2 separate regions of the Pan troglodytes genome follow, and region 2 is linked to region 1. A link is a contact called in public Hi-C data. All regions are on one chromosome and are shown on one strand. Each heading gives the region's core, a stretch centred on a gene start, on an enhancer-like site or on the middle of the called end of the contact. The rest is flanking DNA. Distances are from core to core; before and after follow the strand shown.

Evidence for each region. A called contact is a pair of places that touch in the nucleus more often than the background predicts.
Region 2: a contact with region 1 is called in a Hi-C map of stem cell-derived neural progenitor cells, with 2.8 times the contacts expected there. The contact joins the promoter of VGLL3 here to the enhancer-like site in region 1. A contact is called at or near these places in 1 of 7 Hi-C or Micro-C datasets (stem cell-derived neural progenitor cells) and 1 of 1 datasets of contacts at active chromatin or transcription factors (stem cell-derived excitatory neurons).

What each region holds. Positions count from the first base shown.
Region 1 is chr2:91,094,140-91,098,716 of NHGRI_mPanTro3-v2.0_pri, forward strand. No RefSeq gene overlaps it. Among named protein-coding and RNA genes, the nearest start is that of VGLL3, 200 kb to the right of the region's middle. Within about 2 kb of position 1,477, at least 6 of the 24 cell types and tissues checked have an H3K27ac peak or open chromatin away from gene starts, as enhancers often do. A contact at or near this core is called in stem cell-derived neural progenitor cells, where this site is marked.
Region 2 is chr2:91,291,068-91,295,601 of NHGRI_mPanTro3-v2.0_pri, forward strand. It overlaps VGLL3 (vestigial like family member 3), which reads right to left and starts at 2,222. Exons shown (of 4, transcript XM_054680809.2): 1 at 1,640-2,222. The coding sequence starts at 1,765.

The DNA.
Region 1 (4,577 bases), core at 227-2,726:
ACAGCCCACAGCCCATCTGGTAGGCTAGTTGCCAATAAATCTCTATGGGTAACTGCAATTCTGGAAGACATCCACAACCTTCCAGATACCTTACTACTTTCATTCATCTGACTTGCCAAGACTTTGCAATGCCGATGTTTAGATGTATGATATCATGAGAAGTAGTATAGGTGTTTGGACAAGTGGTACAAGTTATCATGAAAGAAAACAATTAAATCTAACTGGGATCACTTCTAGTGGAAAGGGTACCTGGGTAAAAGGAATGTCCCAGTAAGGCGGAGGTTGCAGTGAGCTGAGATCGTGCCACTGCACTCCAGCCTGGGTGACAGAGCAAGACTCCGTCTCAAAAAAATAAATAAATAAATAAATAGGAAAAAAATAAAAAGGAATGCCCCAGTGCCCCAGTAGATATGAAATAATTTAGAGGTTCCCCACATCCATTTTATTTTTCAAGCCCAAAAATGCTTTAAAATAAGCTGGCAAAACATGTGTTTGCCTTTTACTTATGAAAATCAGTGTTCATTCACCGTTATAAACTAAAGTTTGCCTGTTACAGTATGAAAAGCCCTCTTTTTGACATTATCAATTTTAAATTATAGAGACTAAGAAGCATTAATTCATTCTCTAGATTGAGACGTTTTTCTCATGTTTCCTTTTCCTGTGAAATGAATGCCCGCAAAATTCACTGCCCTAATTTATAATGCTATACAAAGGTTATATCTCATCTATGATGTTTAACTGTAAGCTACAATTCTAGAAGGTAAACATCAGTTCAATAAATAAATGACTATTTGAGGTGTACATATATAATTGGAATATTTGTTGAACATCGGGTGGGTAAACTAATTATTTTTAACCACACATGCCACACAGCAAATGGTGTTATTTAATATTTGTTCCTTTTAATTAGTTTTGTATGCTTTTTAAAATTGTTATGCTTAATTTTGCAATCTAATACAAATCCTTTTTGAAAATAAACAGAGGTATAACAATATAACTAAAAACATAAATTTAATTTTGTACTTCTATACCATTCATCTCTAATGCCAGATATGAGTATGTGGAACAAGAATATGCCTCATAACAGTGGTAATGTGATCAGTCCAAAAGCCAAAGTCAAAATGCACATACATTTTCTACTTAATAGGTTTGAAGGCAAAAATCTTTTTCTTCCCAAATGGCTTGTATTTGAATTTAGTCTTTTTTTTTATTCCCTTAATATAATTGCCTTCGCACACAGCACAATGGCTAATGCCATCACTTATTTTACATTTGTTTTGCTTCCTGTGTTGAATGGACAATCAGTGTTTACGGATTAGCAGCAGTTGTAGTGTTCTGACTTTTATTCTTTCAAACTCTTTCAAACTGGCGAATGAGCAGCACTTTATGTTTGTTGCTTTGGCATTCCTGGAGTAGCTAGGACATTCACAGTGTAAACCACTGTTATTCATACTATAATAATTCCTTTGCAGTTAAGTCATTACTAGTGATCATAGCAGGCTTGTAGTACAATGCCTTATTTGGGAATGTCATGTGAGATGCCCACAGCAATACAAAAAATAAAGGCCAACTTGTCTGGCTGAGGAGGGATTTATCACTAGCTCTCTGGCAGAGGAGTCTTTTGGGAAGTATTACGTGCTCCTGTGGGGTGGATTATATGATCTGAAATGGAGCAGGTGCTCTGAGCCTCAAAGTAAAGGTGCTATGAAAAGCCAGCCACATGCCATTTCTTTTATAATTTATCAAAATTCCAATTGTATTTTCTCTATGCACAAAGCTTTAGCAGAAATTATTTTTCTAATTAAAATATTGACCAATGTGAGCATAAATAAGCAAAAAACAAAGAAACTGTGGAAATTTCTCTAGACCCCTCTCCCTACTTACCTTCCTGCTTAAAAGCAAACTCAAAAGGCAAATTCACTTTTTCAACTACAAATCTTGTTCTCAGTGTCTGTAACTTGCTGTGAGAGCATTCCTTTTCAAACAGCTGTTTCAAAGGAGACGTAGGATGAGGGCTTTTCATTGTCAATCCCAAGGGCCTCAAGACTTTAATATAGGCTGCCCTAGTGAGGAATTTAACACCTTTTCTACTCCAGGCCTAAGCCCCATCTTAAGAGAGAATTTGGAATTTTTAAAGAAGTGGCTCCAAATAAAGAAAAGCAGCAGAGGGAAAGATAGCAAAAGTGAAAGTTCCAGAACTATCTCATGAACGACCTCAAGTCACTTTTCCCTGTGTGTTTATGTGTGCATGCCTTTACTATTTTAATTAAAAGGAAATAATAATACCCTATCCAGTGAGTGCTAAGAGAAGAAATTATTATTCAGAACCAAAATTTGTATAGCATTGTACTGCTTACAAATCTAACATCTGTATATTTGACCCTCACACACACATGATGAGATGTGGTAAGAATGGACGTAAGTGAGAAAACAAAGCATAACAGAGATTAAGTGAATAAGCTAAGATCACATTATATATACATGCTAGTTTTTTCTTTAACTAAATAGCCAGTGTTCCTTTCAATACACCTAACATGCAATATCAAATTTTTAAGTTATTTCAAAAGAAAAAAGGCTTAAATACAAACTAAAAGCTCTTTCTAGCGCAAAATAATGTTTTTTGAATTTTCTTTGTTGCAAGAACTGGCAAAAATATTTATAACATCCTCCAAACTGCTTGCTCTAGAGAACAAACTAGAAAATTCTACAGGCTTTCTGAGGAACTCAAGAAAAAAACAAGGTTATTTTCCCACCCTGTGGAGATGCCAGATTTTTGATTCAGATAATTTTTAAACTTCTGAATAAGCATGAAAATAAAGATCCAATTAATAATGTTGACAAGAATTGGAGTGATGATACCAACCACAGTCACTCAGACCTGCGGTGCTAATATGCCATAATCTTGTGCTACATTTCTGCTCTGTAGTATACGCCCTCCAAAGATGTCTATATCCTAATCTCTGAAACCTGTAAATATTCTACCTTACAAAGCAAAAAGGAATTTGCTGATGCATCTAAGGTAAAGACCCAAAGATGAGAACCTCATCTCAAATTATTCTGTTCAGCCAAATCTGAGTTCTTAAAAGAGGACCTTCCCCTGCTGGGTCAGAGATAGAGATTCAACAATTGAAGAAGGGTCAGAAAGATGTGAAGTTTGTGGCTTTTACGATGGAAGAAGAGGCCTACGAGCCAAAAAATGAGTGAGGGTGGGCTTTAGAAGCTACAAAAGATAAGGAACTGTATTATCCTTTAGAGACTAGAAAGAAGGCAGCCCTGTGGACATCTTGAGTTTAGCACAGTGAGACCTGTGTCAGACTTTGAACTATAAAACTACAACATAATCAACTTGTGTTGTTCTAAGCAATGATATTTGTGGTAGTTTGCTATAACAAAAATTAAAGAAATAAAATAAAAAATAAATAAACTAATATATGCTTTCTATTTTTTTAAATCTCAGACCCTACTGGTTTGAAACTCTTTAATGTTGTAAGTTGTATCTTGTTATTTTGAGCAGAATTGAGACATTGATTCAGAAACATAATATGGAAAGTACACATGTATATAAATTATAAGCAGATTATAAACACTTATCATTGATTCAACCTGAGTTTATTATCATAATTGCTTATTTTACCCGAATTTTTATACTATCCTATGATGAAGTTGTGATTCCATAGGTGATTTTTATATCATGTCGACTCCGGGAATGGAAAGATTTGATTGAATAAATGTTATATTCATTTGATGACTAACATTTTGTTTGGCAATTAATATTTCTTTTCACGGAATTGGATGAATATATTTTTTAAACAAGCAATGATTTTGACATTAAACATATTGCTTCTATAGAAGTGCCAAAATTGGGGCCGGGCGCGGTGGATCATCCCTGTAATCTCAGCATTTTGGGAGGCCGAGGCGGGCGGATCACGAGGCCAGGAGATCCAGATCATCCTGGCTAACACGGTGAAACCCCATCTCTACTAAGAATACAAAAAATTAGCCGGAGAGTGGTGGCGAGCCCCTGTAGTCCCAGCTACTCAGGAGGCTGAGGCAGGAGAATGGCGTGAACCTGGGAGGCGGAGCTTGCAATGAGCCGAGATGGCGCCACTGCACTCCAGCCTGGGCGACGGAGCGAGACTCTGTCTGAAAAAAAAAAAAAAAAGAAGAAGTGCCAAAATTGAGCATCATTCATAGTAACATGATAGAAAGATGTGTGGAATAGTTTGGTTTGTTGGTCACTGTATTTGAATTAAGTATGGCTTCTGTAATATAATGGACTTCTGTTTTGAAATTCTTGAAAAGCCTCTCATGTGAGGATTTTAATAAAGAAGATATACCTGTTATTTGGCTTTTCTGTGTTACTTTTTGACAAACTTGCATAACACTGAGAATAACATTGAAAATCATTGATGAAATGAGAAGTTGCTGTTACATTCATAGTTAATGTTGTGTATCACGTTTATGGTGAATTTTCTATCCTCACATATGCTTGATTTGGCTGGCTCAATGGTTACATGTCATTCTTGATCCATTTCAGTCCTGCTTTAAGACAATAATGAAGTCTTTATTTTACATGT
Region 2 (4,534 bases), core at 972-3,471, 200 kb after region 1:
ATTGCAAACATTATATAAAGTATTGGAGTCATTTCTTATTGAAAACTTTTATGATTGGCAATTTGCCATTTTCTCTGATACCGAATGTTATTTTCTAGCTCAAAAAAAGTGTTATAGTATTAACTCCACACCACAGATTCATTAATTTCACAACCCTAAAACATGAAGCCATATTTGAAACAACTTCTACTAGTTTGTTATTTTATAAAGGAGGAAAGTATCTTTCTGAACATGTAGAGAAGTTTTAGTTTGTTGCTAATCCACATTCCAAATGATAATTGAAGACCTCTGTAATATCAGAGATGCTTTGAAATGCTGGTGCTGCTAAATATTTTTTTTTTAAAGAGGATAGCAAGAAAGTAGGGCTCCTTTCTCTTTTGCCCTAATTGGTCCTGGTTAAGCTGGTACTATTTAGCAGATGAATCTGGGGCATGTACCCTTCCAGAATTAGCTGAATTTCATAGTTCCTAAATTCTAAACGGAAAGTTAGATTTCTTTCTAAAGAGTAGCACTGTAATTCTAGCAAAGAGACAGAAGTAGAGGAAATACAGAAAGTAAAATGTCAGATTAATTAAGAGCCCAAACCTATGAAGGTTTGCAATAAAACATGTGGTACCTAAGAAAGTAAAAAGAAATAAATCAATATATTCTATGGATGGTAATTTCCTAACCAAATCTAGTTATATTTTTTTAAGTTTCTCCAAATCCACCCACCCTAATTCCCATAGTCTGAGGTGGACTCTATTTTGGTACAGCCCTTGCCACATACATTTTTTATTTTAATGTAGCACTAACTAAGCCTTGGCACACTCTCCGTTGTATCCAGAGAGTAATGTCCAAGGGCGCCTCGTGCCAAATTCCCCAGAACTCGACTGTTCCTTCTAAAGTAACTATATCATCTCCTCAGTTCACGACCCCTTATTATGGACATCTTCAGTTACTCTTGGAAGAGTGGAGACTCAGCATCCAGAGATTCAAGGTAACCTTTTGGCCGAGGGACACACTGTCAACAGACTGAACACGTACAAACTCTGTGCTTTGCTGGAATTAAAAAATGAATGAAGAACCTTGGAATCCATCCCTGTCCTCTAAGTCACAGTCACCGGGAGAAAGACTCTGTGGAGAAGTTCTAGTAACACCCGATAGACATTATGCTAGACCAGTGTTCCCCCATGAAAGTCCCAGATCATTTCGTGAACTCACTCTCCAGGTAGCCTCCCCTACCTCTGTCAGCGCACTTCATCTTCCTCATCAATAAAACCCTGAAACATTCCATCTTTCCAAATAAACAAAATAGTTGGTTGAAAGGAAGTTTACTCACATGGTCCTAAGATAGATGCCCTTGGTGAGCTTCAGAGAACTGAGTCCTAAGAGCTAGGGTGCCTAGGAGGAGCAGCCTCTGAGCTCCGGTGACCACAGCTCAATGAAGCCCCCAGCTAGGTCATGCCTCACCCACCCGTCCACCCCGCTGCTCTCCCTTCCCGGCTCTCTCGGGATGGCTTTCTGCTCAAGGTCGCTCCCGCAGGTCCCAGAGCATCCTCTGCGCCACGCGTGCCGGCGGGACGTCGCCGAGCCCCAGACCGATACTCTCGATGCCCTTCGCCCCCGCCCCCAGCAGGCTGCCCGGCCGGTGACTCACCTGCTGGCCAGGTTGGGGCGCCGGCTGATAGTAGGCTGTGGGGCAGGTTGTCGCTGCCATGGGGTTGGGCAGATACTGGGACGCTCCATACGGCTGGGGGTGATACATCACCTCCGCACAACTCATGGCAGCCGGGGCAGTGGCGGCCCCCGAGCTGCCGCCGCCGCTCTACGCGCTGGCGCGAGGGGCGCGGGCGCCGCCGCCGCCGCCGCAGCTGCCGCCTCTGTCGCTGCTCCAGCTGCTACTGCGGCGAAGGCGGGTCCTCGGCGGCCTCGGGCTCCGCGCGGGGCGCGGGGTCGGGAGGGACTGGCAATCAGCGGGGGCCCATGCGCGGGCACCTTCATCTTCAGCCCCTCCGGGTGTCCCCTGCCGCGCTTATATAGCGGCTCAGGGACGCAGCCGCCCGCTGCGCCGCTGGGGCATTACCGCGTCCGGCTCCCGCGAGGGCTGCGGCGCCCACGGCAGCGCCAGTCACAGCCACAGCCCAGGCCCGGGTCGGGCAGCTGTGGGGAGCCCGGCTCCGGTTTGCATATACACAATGCACGCCCGGGGCTCGTCCTATCACGGGTGCTCCCGGCTGTGCGAGGACCGGGAGGCGGGGGCAGAGGGAGGGGGAACGCCGGGGAGGCGGGGGAGCACTTTGCCTCCCCAGGCTCTGACGCGGAACTTTGCAAAGTTTCTCCAACTCGCTTTGCAGCGGGCGGGTCACCCTGCAGGGGGACCCCGGGGAAGGCTGGCTGCGGATTGGAGCGAAGTTTGCAGCCCTCTCCGCCTCCCAGCATGGGATGGTGGTGGGAGGGGAATGGTATGCAGAGGCTCCGCGCCCTCAAGGCTCGGCAGGTTCCCACCCTGTCTCTGTCACCTGGCCGCCAGGGCGAGGGCTTCCCTACTCCAAGGAGATTTTACAAGGAACACCAACTCAGAGGCTGGGACCAAACAAAAGCCGAGTGTACAAAGGTGTAAAACAGAGCAGGCGCAGAATACACGGGGATTAGCTCCTACATTAAAATAATCATAAGTGAAAGTTAACATCTCTGCAAGTGCGCACATGCCAAGAATGCAACACAGTTTTCCACAAACAATCTCTGCTTTAAGTTTACATCTTCATGGAATGACACTGCTGTGGGACGTCCACCATTTCTGGCTTTTACAGCCTGGTTTTCACAGAGCAATAAAGGGTAGTTGATTAAGCCCATTCGCTAATAAAGTTTTATCTCTTTGCAATTGGATCTGACCCTCTCCAAAATGGGGGGAAAAAGTCTGTGAGAATATACTTGTATTCTGACAGAATCAGTAGAAATAATTATACTCACATTATTTTATTTATTTTGAGACAGGGTTTCCTTCTGCCGCCCAAGCTAGAGTGCAGTGACATGAGCACAGCTCACTGCAGCTACCACCCCCACGCTCAGGAGATCCTCCCATCTCAGCCTCTGGAGTAGCTGGGACTACAGGCCTGCATTACCACGCCCAGGTAATTTTTTTAAAAAAATTTTTTTATAGAGAAGGGGTCTTGCTATGTTACCTAGGCTGGTCTCCAACTCCTGGGCTCAAGTGATCCTTCTGCCTCGGTCTCCCAAAGTGCTGGGATAACAGGCATGAGGCACCGCACTGGGCCTCATTTTATAAATGAGCAAACTCTAGCTCTGAGATTCAGCAAACATATCTCTCCTTATACGTAGGCTTCCTCTTTTATGACTCACAGCAATCTCTCATTTTTACAGTCTATCTTTTCTCAGAGAAAAAGTCAGTTTGAAAGTCAAATGCACTAATGTTTTTATAGTTTGAATTATGTCTTCCCAAAAATGTATATATTGAAGCCCTAACCCACAATATGGCTGTATTTGAAGACAGGACATATAAGGAGGTGATAAGGTTAAATGAGATTTAAAAGGTTGGGCCCTAATCTAATAGGACTAGGTTCCTTATAAGAAGAGAAAACACGCCAGAGATATCTATCTCTCCCCCAAACCCCACTCCCTCTCTCTCTGCTCTGTCAAAGAGGAAAGACCATCTGAAGTCATAGCGAGTTACCTACAAGCCAAGAAGAAAGGTCTCACCTTGAAACCAACACTGACCACACCTTATCTTGTGCTTCTATCCTCCAGAACTATGAAAAAATTAACTTCTTTTTTTTTTTTTTTTTTTTTTTTTTTTTTTGAGACGGAGTCTCGCTCTGTTGCCCAGGCTGGAGTGCAATGTCACGATCTCAGCTCACTGCAACCTCTGCCCGGTTCAAGTGATTCTTCCGCCCCAGCCTCCCGAGTAGCTGGGATTACAGGCACCCGCCATCATGCCCGGCTAATTTTTGTACTTTTGTAGAGACAGGGTTTCACCATGTTGGCCAGGATGATCTTGAACTCCTGACCTCAGGTGATCCGCCCACTTCGGCCTCCCAAAGTACTGGGATTACAGGCGTGAGCCACGGTATGCCCAGCCTAATTTGTTTTTTTGGGGGCCACCTAGTTTGTGGTATTTATGACAGCCCTAGCAGACTAATGCAGATATACAGTTATCATATATCGTTAATGTTTACATAAGTGTCTGTGTGTATGTCTAGCTACACAGATACATACACATGTATAAACACACAGGCATACACACACACTCACACTATAAAAATTGGATAGGAACTTTTTGCTACGCTGTAACAGCTTTTATTCAATCATTTTATCACTGAATATTAAAAACATATTTATTAAGGGTTTGCACAGTTCTTGGACTTTAAATTGTGTTCTTTGTAGTACAAGAGTATTTCCAGCAATAATATGTTTCATAATTTACTTTAAACGTTTATTATTGTCTTTTCCCAAATTGACCTCCTTTGATCAGATCCCTTCCTGTGTTCCATATTTATCTATTCAGTTCTTTCTAGGTAGCGCCACATAGGTGTTA